Regions from separate parts of the Triticum aestivum genome. Here region 1 is linked to region 2. The links are chromatin contacts, called in public Hi-C maps. All regions are on one chromosome and are shown on one strand. The core of a region is the stretch at or near the end of the contact, and the rest is flanking DNA. Distances in the headings are between cores, read along the strand shown.

Region 1 (7,005 bases), core at 2,885-5,384, 180 kb before region 2:
TCGCACTGAGGATCCTATGCAACCTCATGGAGCAGTCACCTACTTCCCCGACCCAGTATGTTCCCTTTTTTTGTCCATTATTCTGCTTGTACAACTTGAAAATGCATTTCGAATAAACTGAATTTTGTATTAACCCAAATGCCTTTTTATTCCATGTATCATGCATGTAAATGCTTGCAAGAATAATCTACTAATGCTCCTGTGCTTGAATTAAAGTGATACTGGAGCTACCATATCTCTTGTAAATACATATTCATGAACATATCCCTCTTAGTTTTATGTTTCTGTTACAGAACAGTTTTACTTTCTCAAGGCTAGGCACTGTATTTGTGCCGTTTGTGCCGCTCTATCTTGTTTTTTATCTGAGTTGTCTGGCTTGATGGATATTGTAGAATTTGTGCATGGAGGCACCACCCACTGGACGAGGGGAAAGAAAGAATTATTTCCCTCGAAATAATTATCAAAAGCATCACCGTTATGGTAGGGTGGACATGCCTGCAGATATGACACGTTCTGAGGAATTGAGGCAACAGCCACCATTTCCGATTTATGTTCCTGTTGCAAATGATAAAGGAATTCCCTCTCCGTTGAAGATACCAACTCCATCACCCCATTCTACACAGGATAATATTCATGGAAGGGGCTTTATTCATCCACATGACAGTAAACTTGAGTTTGGGACCTTGGGGGCATTGCACATGGAAGTTAGGAGTGCTTCCCGAAATCAAGCTAACAGACCATATTCTGCTTCTGACACTAAACCTTCTTCAACCCTGAGATCGAACTCTCCTGGACAAAATCCTGGAACGGGTTATAGATCTAATGTAATGAGGTAAGTAAGATGCATCCTTTTAGTAATTAAAAGCAATAACGTCAACTGTTTCATAGAGGGACGTGTAGCTAATCCCTATTTCTTTACTATTTTACAGCAATGACTATTGAGGCACACCACAATTATTAGTTTCTTAAACAGAAATTAAGGTCAGTGTTAGGTTTTAGCTTCAGCAAAAAATATTGATACGGCCACGTGAAAACCACACTAGAACACTAATTTGTACTCCCTCCGTCCGAAAATAGCTAGTACAAAGCTGAGTCACTTATTTTGGGACGGAGGGAGTAATATGGAAACCGTCCATTTTGTTAGTGTTAACCTTGGATCACATCTGTTCAGCTTGAAAATGCATTCCTTTTCTCTGGTTTTACCACATTCACTGTGTGACTTCACTCATTTATTATGTGTTTTCAACATTTACAATTCTTAATAATCCTACACTACACAATTTGCAGGAATACTAAGCCATATCATCTCAAGGACAATGGTGATTTCCCACCACTATCCAGTTGACGCCATATATGGCTTACCACATAGCAAAGCTGTTGTTTTTTCTGATTCAACCGGAAGATACTGATATGTGGCGCACACTCGGTGCAGCCATAGCAGAGGGTTTCTCTTCTAGTCAAGCATCGTCATGTACATCCTAACTTGGTTCTCCAGTCGTCAGATTCACCTTATGCGGCGGCGACAAATGCAAGCTTGCCCTGCAGTAACTGAAGTTTCAGCCCCTACCCCTCCTGGAAAACAGGACATTTTGTGCCATGTAGAACTGTAGATACTTGGGGGCAAAAATTTATATTTCCTTTCGCTTTCTTTAAAGTTTTGGCGTTCCCCTTGAGTGGGGAACAGGATGCAAAGATGGATAGAAAAAGGAGAGAAAAAGAGATAGTTTAGACATTCCGTTTTTACCTTGTGAGCATTCGAGGATTGCCGGGGAGCTCGCTCTTGTAGTGTTAATCTGTCTGGGTCTTGACTTGCAACTGAAAGACCCCTTGCCTGAAGTAACATTAGCTGCCTAGAAATGATAGGCGTTGCATATGTGAGATTTTGGAGTTGCAGTTAATACATGGAAAGAAATTTTGCTCGTGTTGTGCCTTGCCTTGTCATTGTTGTTAATTATTTTAGATTTGTAACATCATTATGCTCTACTGTTAGCTCTGTTTCATGCTGGGAAAGGTGGTATGACGTTGAGTATGATTTGCTTGTGATTTTGCATAGAAACGAGTGTGTAGGGCAGAAATGTGTGGTGATATCATGTCGCTTTCAAGCGTAAAGTCAAAATGCAACTAGAAGAATCCGAGTCATGTTGTCTAGTGACATGTTTGGATAGGATGCAACGATATGTTCAGTCGGGTAGTTGGTCAAAAATAAAACCACTATCTTTCTCTCAATAATGTTATTTTTAATATGTATCTCCATGCGGATGACAATTATTTTTGCAGAATGATGCGATCGTACCTTGAATTCTGGCTGTTTTGAACTCCCAATTATGCCCCTTTTTATATGCTCTTTTGGTGGGTGAAGTACTTACATGTACTTCCTCCATCTCATAATATAAGAACGTTTTTGACACTAGTGTAGTGTTAAAAACGTTCTTATATTTTGGGACAGAGGGAGTAGAATAAAGTTTGGTAGCTCAATTATTAGAGTCTATCCTTTCAAAGCTTTTTCTCTCTCTAGAGCTCAGTTTGATTGACGCAAGCAGAAGTCCCAATTTGGTTTTACTATCCTATGTAAGTAGATGAAACTTGGCTCCTCACATAACCTCTTCGATAGATCGAATGGTCAAAAACCAAGCACCAGTGTAAGAACACAAGTTGCACCTTCTCCCAAATGCGCGAAAAATTGCATTAGGAAAAGAAACTACTCGTATGTCGAACACTCGAACGTCAAAGAGATGTTTGTATCTAATGGAGTACACTTAATTTGCTACTACGACATAGCCAAGTTTAGCTTATGTTATTCGTGGTAGCTTATCCTAATTAGATTATGTATAACCTAACACGTAGTCGGAAGGTGATCACCCTTAAGCATTCAGTTGAGTAGGTCGCTGTCGTAGGAGGAGTGGAGAAAGCGTCTTCAGGCCCAGGTTTGGGATGTTGTGCAAGAAAATGACTCTTTAGAATCCTGAAATAATGAGAGAGGAAAAGCAAATGGTCTAGTATTGGTCTGACAAATAGTTTATTGGTCTAAACGAATAATCCCGCAAACTCAAAGACCCTACCAGCGCAATAAAGCTAAGTTTGGTCCGGGTCAAATCGTTAATAATAGAGTTTTCCTTTGTTTACATGCCAGGGAAGAGGTTTACATGTCGTGCTAGTTCTCTCCATCCCAAAATGGAACCAAACAGGGAATATGCCAAACTTTCATACAGTAATAATTCATGTAAAAGTCAACTAAGAACCATGTAGACATATATTCCACTTTCTTCATTTCTAAATATAGGCTCTTTTAGAGATTTCAATATGGACTACACACGGGACAAAAATAAGTGAATCTATACTTTTGAATATCAGTTTTGCTAAAGCACATCTAGACGTCTGCGCAAAAAAAAAAGCACATCTAGACGTGCTTATTGCACGTATAAATCCTACATCATTGATTTTACACTAAGATTTATGCAAGCAATTTTTTTCTTTCTAGTTTAGTTGAATCACTTAGATGTGTAATAACTAGTGCCTTAGACAGACCCTTAAAATATATATATATATATATATATATATATATATATATATATATATATATATATATATATATATATATATATAGTTCGTATTATAGGAACAGAGAAAGTACACAAGGAGAGGAAGACAGACACATCTTGTCCATTTGAGTCTGGATCCTCCGTTTTAAATTACTCGTCGCAGAAATGAATGTATTTACAACTAAAATACATTTAGATATATTCATTTTTGCAACGAGTAATTCGAAACAGAGGGGTTCCTACCCACACCAGATTTATCTCTACTACTTCCTCCATTCCAAAATATAGTGCGCCCGCGCTTTCCAAGGTTGAACTTTGACCATAAATTTGACGAACGAGACCGACTGCGGCGGGAGAAAAAGTTACATAATTAAAAACTTCTTTCGAATACGAATTCCCTGATATAACTTTTGCTCCCGCCGCAATCGGTCTTGATAGTTAAATTTACGGTCAAAGTTGAAGCACAGAGATAGAGGAAACACTACATTGTGGAATGAAGGGAGTACTACGAAGCAACGACTACAATCCCCAGCGCCCTCCAAAAGCAGAGTAACAGAAGCATATATATCCACGAGGGAATCATCCCATTCACAAGCCTCCAAACCGTTCTACGATCCTCCGCTATCCGTCTCGTCCTCATCATCACCAAAGTTCCGAATTGCATCTGTCATCTGTCCACAGATGGAGCTTTCAAGGCATGGATTCTTCAGGTTCAGATCCTTGTAGCCCCAAACAATCTTCCTTCTCTGGCAGTGTCCGGACCACAGGCCAGAAAAATTCCGCCTTTTCTTCTTCCTCCTGCCTGCCTGCCTGCCATGACGATTATTCTGGACCTGACATGACATGACATGCGTGCATGATTGATCCGGCGCGTGCGCGATCGGAGGCATCCAATTCCAGCACTCAACCTGCCACCTCCTATTACTACCGCCCCGTCCTTGTCGGCGTCAGATGAGCAGCCCGCGGTCGTGGTTGGACGACGCTGCGGCTGCGGGGGCGTCCTCCACCTCGTCGTCGTCTGCGGCGGCGTGGATCATGCTGCGGCGGATCGACGACTCGCGCCTCCTCTCTGGCGTCTTCTTCACCTATCACGACGGCAAGCTAGCCGCCAGCAGGATCACCTACTGATCCATCCACACAGCCGCAGCGAGCCTAGTACTAAGCTAGTAGAGCAGCAGTAGTCAAGCCATGTCGAGCCCGCGGCGGCCGGAGATGCCACCGGCGGCGAGGAACAACGACAATGGATACGTCGAGACCGACCCCACTGGTCGCTACGGCCGGGTAAGCTCTCCATCTCTTCTGCCTCATCGCTTCAGCTAAGTTTATCGCGCAATCTAAATCAGTCATAATAACCAATTAGCAGATTGCTTACATTCAATTTCTCAAGCTTCAAGTTCTTAGTTTTTTTTTCTTCTTCTTCTGTTTGTTAGGAACATGTTCTTGTGATTAGATTAGATTAGGTTCGAGTCAAACATGCTTACAACTATACCATGAACTGAATATGATTGTGGGCTTTCAAATGTTTAGCTCAATTATCAAGGATGGATTCCGTGTTGATGTGCACTTGGGAGCTACCCTAAACAAGGCCACAATTATTGTGCCTTTTTCTTTTCTTTACATGTCCATTTGGCTCTTGTTGCCTTGCTAGGGCTAGCTAGCTTAGCTGCACATCTTCTATACGTATTTGTTTACAGTCAAACTACGTGTGCTATTCAGTGGCTAACTACGTACGTACATGTCCACCAATTGGCAAACTAAGTAGTTATCAATTGGAGTATATGCAAGATTGATTGATGAATTTCAGCTACCCGTTGGCGACTACGTACAAGATGTTTACAGCCAATTTATCTTTGTGCGGTAGCAGGCCTGAAATCATTCGTATGAACTAGCCAGTTGAATACTAATATAATACCCCCGCAAAAAAGAATACTAATTAAATACTGTATATGCAAATAGAACTAGGCTTACTAGTTTTACTTACTTCCTCCGTTTTTTTAGTCTGCATATAAGATTTGGTCAAAGTCAAATTTTATTAACTTTGACTAAGTTTATAAAAAAATATATCAAGATTCACAATATGAAATCAATATTTTTAGATGCATCATGAAATTAATTTTCATAACATATAGCTCTAGTGTTATAGATGTTGGTATTTTTTTCTATAAAGTTGGTCAAACTTTACCATGTTTGACTTTGACCAAATCTCATATGCAGATTAAAAAGAAACGGAGGGAATACTAAATCATTTGCTCACGGGATTTGTAGTATATAGTAGTCTCTTCGTCCTAACTTTGTACTAAATCAACGACACTAATTTCGGGACGGGACGAGTATATCCTATTACAGGCAAACAATCATAAAAATTGTTGCTTTCAAGTACATCATCAACAGATTTCTATACCGGTCATATAGTTGAACAAGGTGGACCATTAGTTTTAGAAGGTGAGAATTCCATTGTGATTTCTCTTCCAGTTAATCCAATTATATCAGGCAAGAGTTGGTGTTTGCTGGAGATCCCTAGTTAGGTTAGGGCTAAGTTGGGTCTGGTTGCCGAGTGATGGATTGGTGGCGAGGATTGTTTCATGTGTCAATATGCCAATAATGAGATGCTTTGAAAGCTTCAACGAGATAATATGCCCTGTCAGTATCCCTCAAAGATATCCTTCACCTTTATTTCTCAGTGGATGAAGTTGTAGCAGTCACTCATGTTTGTCCTCTCAGTGCTCTCCCCACAGTTGTGTACACTAGTTGTATTGTTAGTGCACGCACTGGTTTTTCTTTTAATTCTATTTCCTTGTTAACATGAAATTGGCATAACGGAGCACTAATGGTCATATTATGTGCAACCAGCAGTGTGAATTCTAATTTGAATTGCGAATGTAATTTATACCTGAGAACACACACGGATAATATTACACCCTCCGATTCATATTACTTGCCGCACCTTTTGTACGACTTTAGTACATTTATTTTGATTTATAAGTGTTGTTCTTGGGGCTGATGGATGTGAAGCTTGATCTGTGTTGGAAATGTGATGCATGCATGCAGTTCGACGAGCTCCTGGGCAAGGGGGCGATGAAGTCGGTGTACAGGGGGTTCGACGAGGTGCGCGGCGTGGAGGTGGCGTGGAACCAGGCCAACCTCGCCGACGTCCTCCGCACCCCCGACGCGCTGCAGCGCATGTACTCCGAGGTCCACCTCCTCAGCACGCTCCGCCACGACGCCATCATCGCCTTCCACGCCTCGTGGGTCTCCGTCTCCTCCCCGTCCCCGCGCGGCGGCTGCGCCGGTGGCGCCCCACGCCGCACTTTCAACTTCATCACCGAGCTCTTCTCCTCCGGCACCCTCCGCGCGTACCGCCTCCGGTACCCGCGCGTCAGCCTCCGCGCCGTCCGCGGCTGGGCGCGCCAGATCCTCCGGGGCCTCGCCTACCTCCACGCCCACGACCCCCCCGTCATCCACCGCG
Region 2 (6,203 bases), core at 1,366-3,865:
GAACCAATTTCTCAAGATCGACGACCGAAAACAAAGAAAAGTTCGAAAGAACCAATGAGCATCGTCAGCTTGAAGACTGGTTCAGAGGTTAAGTCCTGGACTAGGGGGTACTCACCACATCGTCTCCCAATCAGGTGGGTCGGGCCGAGGACCCTCATGGCGGTTCACTAATGGGCCACTTCGGACAACCCATGTCATATAGTACAAGGAAGATTCCAGGAGACTTGGCGCACAAGACGCGGACTCTTCTAAATCCTAGGCCTCCGGTGCATTATATAAACCAAGACTAGACTAGTCAATAGATGATCTCATATTCATTAGAATCTTACACAACAATCTCACGAAAAATACCTGTACTCTGTACTATATCCCATATCAATATAATCAAAAGCAGGACATAGGATAGTATCTCTTCGAGGGAGCACGAACCTGGGTAAAATCTCAATGTCTATGTTACCATCGTTCCAAGACGTCTAGATCAGGATCTCTACCTGGAGATATGCCGGAATCGTCTCCGACACGCTTTTGTATTCATGTTGTTTAATGTTTCCGAGCTATGTCTGCTCATGATTCGTGCCTCTATTTGAAGTTCATATCCTATGAGGTCACATCTATACTTATTATTAAAGGGAATAGATATTCTTAGTTTGTTTTAGTCCTTTTCGTTTCTACACACGCTAAGTCATCTGGGCTAGGTACGTGTACGTTGATGGGACTTTTATGAGCTTCCATAGAGACTGTGTAATTGGGTCAAAATAAACCAACATTGTGTTAATTGAACAGAGGGCCTCCTGTCTGGCTCTTCGATGTAACAACCAACTAGCTACACATCTTTCACGTTTACTAACCTCACCTCGCTCTTTTACTATGATTCCGATCAGTAAATATTTGATCGGCATCAGGAATCAACCAACGGACGGTTAAAACAATGAAGAGCAGACATCATGTTTAGGGTGAGCTAATTAAACGAATGCGCTAATTAAAGAAAGGATTGTGGGCTTAAATAGAATATTTAAATGGATGTGACTAATTAAAGAAAGGATTATGGATAAACCGGTGGAATAACTAAAAGAAAGATTGTCAACTTAATAAATAGAATATATTCAAATGGATGGGGCTAATTAAAGAAAAGATTTGAGATAAAAAGGTAGGATAATTAAAAGGACGTATCCGTAGGCTTCAAGGTGGTGGGGCTACTAAATCAAAAAAGGAAGGAATTGCCTTTAAAAAACGAAGGATTTGATTTGCGACTAAAACTGATGAGGACGTCATGGTAATTAATAGAAAGATTATACTCAAATGGAATTAGTGGGACATTATGCCCGGCAGAGAAAATATGAACGCGGCTAAATTGCATCTTATTTTTTATGTTCAATTTGTAGAAGAATGTTGGATTGCAACATGTTCTTCGTAGTGAATCCGGTGCTATGGGACATTATGCTTGCACAAAACATTAATTTTTTCCGTTGCAACGCACGGGCATATGTGCTAGTATCTTTTAAACAACATTTACGAGAGTTGTGACCTAGCTGGATACATTCAAGCCGAGCAGGTTGTCCAACAGAGTTTCTCTCTGTTATACACATCAGGTTGTAATCCTCTTGGAGTCCTGGTTGAACCTTATTTTAGTTATGTTTGCTCAGCTCATAGGGATAGGCCATGCCCTGTAATTCAAGGTTTTCTTGTTTCTCACCTGCAGGGTTATGTACTTTCACTTTGTATATGAGCTGATATATATGACGCTGTTGGCGCCTTCATCTGTTAAAAAAAGAATAAAGCATGACAAATAACAGAGTGATAAAACAAAATCAAATATCCTAAATTCTGAACAACCGTTCTTTTCATATATCAAAAAAATAATCCTGTTATACATATCCTGGAAGTTATTGTGTAGTGGTCTAAAACTAATCCAAGCCCTAAATCTAATTCACAAATTCCCCTCAATTTCTCTGGAACCATAACCCTAGAATCAAAATCGACAGGGAGGAGAGGAGAAGAACTTACAAGGCGATGTCGGAGGGGGAGGCCCAACGATGGCCCTGTGTCGGAGTGGCCTTGACATCCTCGGCAAAAGCAAAAGTCGCCGCGACTGTTTTTGAATTTTCTTTTATGAAGAATAATGGTACTTGCAAACCTTTAGCTTGTGACTGACTCTGCGTACGTGATAGGTCTTTTATTTCGGGCACGACTATTCCGCACCCGGACTCACATGGGCCCTGGTGTGAACACTAAATTTATTTTAAATAGCAAAATAGTAAAAAAAACATAATTTTTCGTAGTGAAAGATCCTCATGTTTGTGATGCTTGGTGCAAAATTTAGTGAAGTTTGGACATTCAAGGAGCTCGTGGCAAAAAAGTTTAATTTCAGGTGTGTGAGAAGCTTTTGAGAGCATCACCGTTTACATTCGATTTTGTCTTTTTTGCCATGAGCTCCTCGAATGTCCAAACATCCTGAAATTTTCCACGAATATCACACATTTGAGCATATTGCATCGCAAAAAAATAGCATTTTTTTGAATTTTTCTGTTATTTATATTAGTTTACTGTTCATCAGGTAGATGAGTGTGAGCACCGAAATAAATTATCGTTTTCTTTTTTTCTTTCTTTTGAGGGGATGTACATGTCAGTAGCTAGCTTAGTCAGCTTGCCACGCTACCTAACTAACGTCAGCGAGGGCGAGGTGTACGTAGACCGGAAGGCGGCGAGTTATATGAATCTCTTCTCGCTTCTTTGGTGGAGCTAGCTAGAAGCATGCATAAGCATAAGCTACCAGAACTGCCTGGCCATCATCGCCCCAACAAGATGAAGCGAAAATACGTGCATATTGAACATATAAAGGACAAGCAAGTGCGCCCAACTAGCGGCACCATCCACGTCTCCTTTTATTCGCCACTGTAGCAACGCGGAGAGAGACAAGTCCCGAGCGCCCCATCTCCCCTCCTCTCGCCTCTTCCATCGCCTCCTCCCCTCTCCTCTCTCTCTCCGTCTCCTCCCTCTCAACCCTAGCCGCCACCACCCACCCTCTACTGCTCCACCACGCACCCACCTCCCCTCTGGATCAGCTGCAGACCGGCTGGTGCGCGCAGGCGGCGGCGCTCCACTCAAGGGCAAAGGGAGGCAACGGCGGCGGTGGTCCCTGCAGGAAAAGTATGACGGCGGTGGCGCTCGATTCAATCTGTAGTAGAGAGAGGTGGAAGAAATAGAGAGGAAATAGGAGAGGGAGGTGCGGCGACGGGAGGGAGAGCGTCACCGGCGGTAGATTCCCCAGCCCCGTCCTGGAGCTGGGGCCGTGGGCACGGCCTGCGTTTGGCGAGGAAGGGCGAGCGCAGCGGTGAACTGAGCTCCTTCCCCGGCCCCTCTTGGGTGCGGCCTGCGTTTGGCGAGGGCGGGCGAGCGGAGCGGCGGGCTGAGCTCCGTCCTCAGCCCCTCTTCATCACGTGCGACCTAGCTCCGCCTCCGGCCGCTGTCCTCCCTTTGTCCCCCCCCCCCCCCCCCCCCCCCTCTTCAATCTGCCAGTGACATACCACATGCTATCTAGGGTTCTTAATATGTTTTATTTTGCTTATTCTTATTTGTAGGAAGAATTTGATACATATGATCCTAAGGAGAATAGTTCGCTACTACCTTAGTTGAGGAAGCGGTCTGAAATTATCGAGATAGTTGGAGCCCGTGATATTATCTTTGCTTTAGCACAGCTGGGAGTATGTGCTGCGTTCAGTAGAGGTACACCTGTTTTGAGCTTTTGTTAATGACAGGTCCTGGTTCAGACAACCATTCTTATATTCTCTTTGTTTCCCAGTGACAAACCAACAGATTTGCTTTCTGAATGGAAGTCCAGATGAAGTCATCCGTAGCTTCTTTTATAACAAGAACAATGACTCGCTTATAACCGTATCAGTTCATGGTTCTGCAAATTTCAGTGCTTTAAGATGCAGGACAACTCGAATTGAGTGAGTTTGACTTCCTATGATCCTGTTACACCGCTAGCCTTCTACTTTATCATATTATAGCTAAACGACATTTTACTCTCAAGGTATATACGCCGTGGAAAGTCAGATGCTGGTTTCCCTCTTTTTGAGACAGAATCGTCGAGGTGGCCAGGTTTCGTGGTGTTTGATGATGTAAACGGAAAGGTGCCGACTTACTCTGCTCAAGACAGGTGACTGAACTCCCTACCTTTCTAACAGGAAGAAAATATACTTCTTTCAAATTATTATATTCTGTATGCTCTAGCAGCCAGGTGACTACATATTACCTTTTCAATTCAGCTAAGGGTGGTTCTCATCATAAGCATTAGTAGACATTCAGTGTGCGTCTCATTGTTCTCTGAGGAATTTCAATTCGACTGATCTCGTGTGCTTCTTAGTTTTTGGTAATAGAGGTATAGGAACAAGAGAAGAGAGACACACCCTTACCGTGATTCATGACACCTAAGTACTGCCAGATATACTATTGTTACTATGGCCAACACTTAGATTTTGTTACATATATGGGTTGGGAACGCATAGTGATTCTAATTATCGAGTAAAGTCATGTGTATAGACTGATTAGTGTGATATGTTTATGATTTTTTTTGAGGGCATCTAAGATGAAAAGAGGTGGGTGTGGTGGCTTAAGCCAAAGTTGTGCAATTTCACTTCAACTACAGACTGTTGTTGGTGAGACTGCCATGTCAGGAACTGATGTACTTACAATACGTTCAGTTAGATTAGAAAATGTCATCTCATTTAAAATAATAACATCTCATTTCTTCCCCTTGATTCAGTTAGGAACTCTACTGTATGTTCAGATTCTGAAGTAGTTATGCGAGAGTAGAAGAGGTTTGTAGCCACGATTGCTGGTAGACTAACTATTTTATATGGACTGAGGCTGCAACTGAGGGCAGTTCTACTCTATGCTGGGCAGCAGTAACTTAGGTCCTGCGTTTTTGTGAAATTGATACACAGACTAAACATACACATTGCATTTTTCTCACAGTTTGTGCTCACACCAAATCAACCTTTTCAAAGCATTATTCCGGTGATCTACTAAGTTACCATACAATGTTCACTTACCAAGTTACCATATTCCATTCAATGATGTTAACAAGGATCTGAGCATACATTTCTTAAGTAAGTTTGGTGATCTACTAAGTAGTGTATGTGTATAGAAGCATAGATAATTTTTGTTATGTATTTGGATAGCCGTTTTGAAAGAGTCAAAAAGAGGTTGATTAACAGAATATACCATCATGCCTTGTACACCTTCTTTTAGGTGTTTTTTCATTCCTTTCAGGATTGTAATATTCCCAGCCATGAAAAAACAGATTGGTTATTTCAATGCTATGTAAATTGGGTAAAGATATAGTTTCAGAATTTAGTTGTTTTCTGTCTAACAACTTGCCGCTGTTGGATATAACCTTCGTGTGAAATATGTTGCAAGTATTCACAAGATAGTCTTGTAGTGAGGTAATTTCACCATGCATTTTGTAGATGACTCAGTGATGTCCTTACCATCTTGGCTATGGTCTGGAGATCTTGGGTATCTCGCTGATGTCATCTATCCCAGGTATCTCTCTCACCCAATATTGATACTACTAAACTTAAACTATCCTTTGTAAAATTCTGTGAACTTGAATGGGAATGTTAATATCCTGATAAACAAGTTTCACTCACACACTGATTGGCAAAACAAAAAATTGGTCGGCATAAATGGATGTGGACACTTAGAATCAGATAGTGTGTAGGCTTTGGTTAGGAATATGCATCAAATTATATATTATCCTGTCCGTATAACCCAATCCACGTTTGTATCATACACTTTCCGAATTTAAACAACTACATGCTTATAGAAGCATGTTGACAAGGTAATGGCAGTCTATCCAATTATCCATCGTGATGTGCTAAATCTATAGGTTAGACCGATATAAATACACACAGATGTTTAACACGTTTATTTATGACCTTCAGATATTTTTTTGCGATTTTTGTCTCAGGTTGGTGAAATTACAACAAATCTGGAGCTGTTGCTTTCATGCTGATGAGGGGCGCAGAACTAACTTAAGGATGTGTCGTTGTCTCTGCAAAGGGAGTTTTTGCTTGGTGCGTCACTCTATTCGGAGATGCAACGTCGTGTTTGCCTGGGTAGGTTTTTACCTTTCATATGGTCATTGTTGCCTCATGCTTTTCTCAGAGAGGGTTTTATCTGTACTGCCGTCTCTCCTC

Evidence for each region. Hi-C and Micro-C count contacts between places; a contact is called where the count stands out from the background.
Region 1: a Hi-C map of leaf shows a contact between it and region 2, with 4 times the contacts expected there. The contact joins the promoter of LOC123103168 here to the promoter of LOC123101301 in region 2. A contact is called at or near these places in 3 of 5 Hi-C or Micro-C datasets (all in leaf) and 1 of 1 datasets of contacts at active chromatin or transcription factors (leaf).

What each region holds. Positions count from the first base shown.
Region 1 is chr5A:325,883,961-325,890,965 of IWGSC CS RefSeq v2.1, reverse strand. It overlaps LOC123103168 (probable serine/threonine-protein kinase WNK8), which reads left to right and starts at 4,134. Exons shown (of 4, transcript XM_044524666.1): 1 at 4,134-4,820; 2 at 6,588-7,005. The coding sequence starts at 4,728. LOC123103169 reads left to right here. Exons shown (of 10, transcript XM_044524668.1): 7 at 1-55; 8 at 393-832; 9 at 930-981; 10 at 1,288-1,921. The coding sequence ends at 942.
Region 2 is chr5A:325,705,889-325,712,091 of IWGSC CS RefSeq v2.1, reverse strand. LOC123101301 reads left to right here and starts at 2,615. Exons shown (of 5, transcript XM_044522813.1): 1 at 2,615-2,680; 2 at 3,630-3,723; 3 at 3,800-3,950; 4 at 4,034-4,159; 5 at 5,975-6,203. The coding sequence starts at 2,615.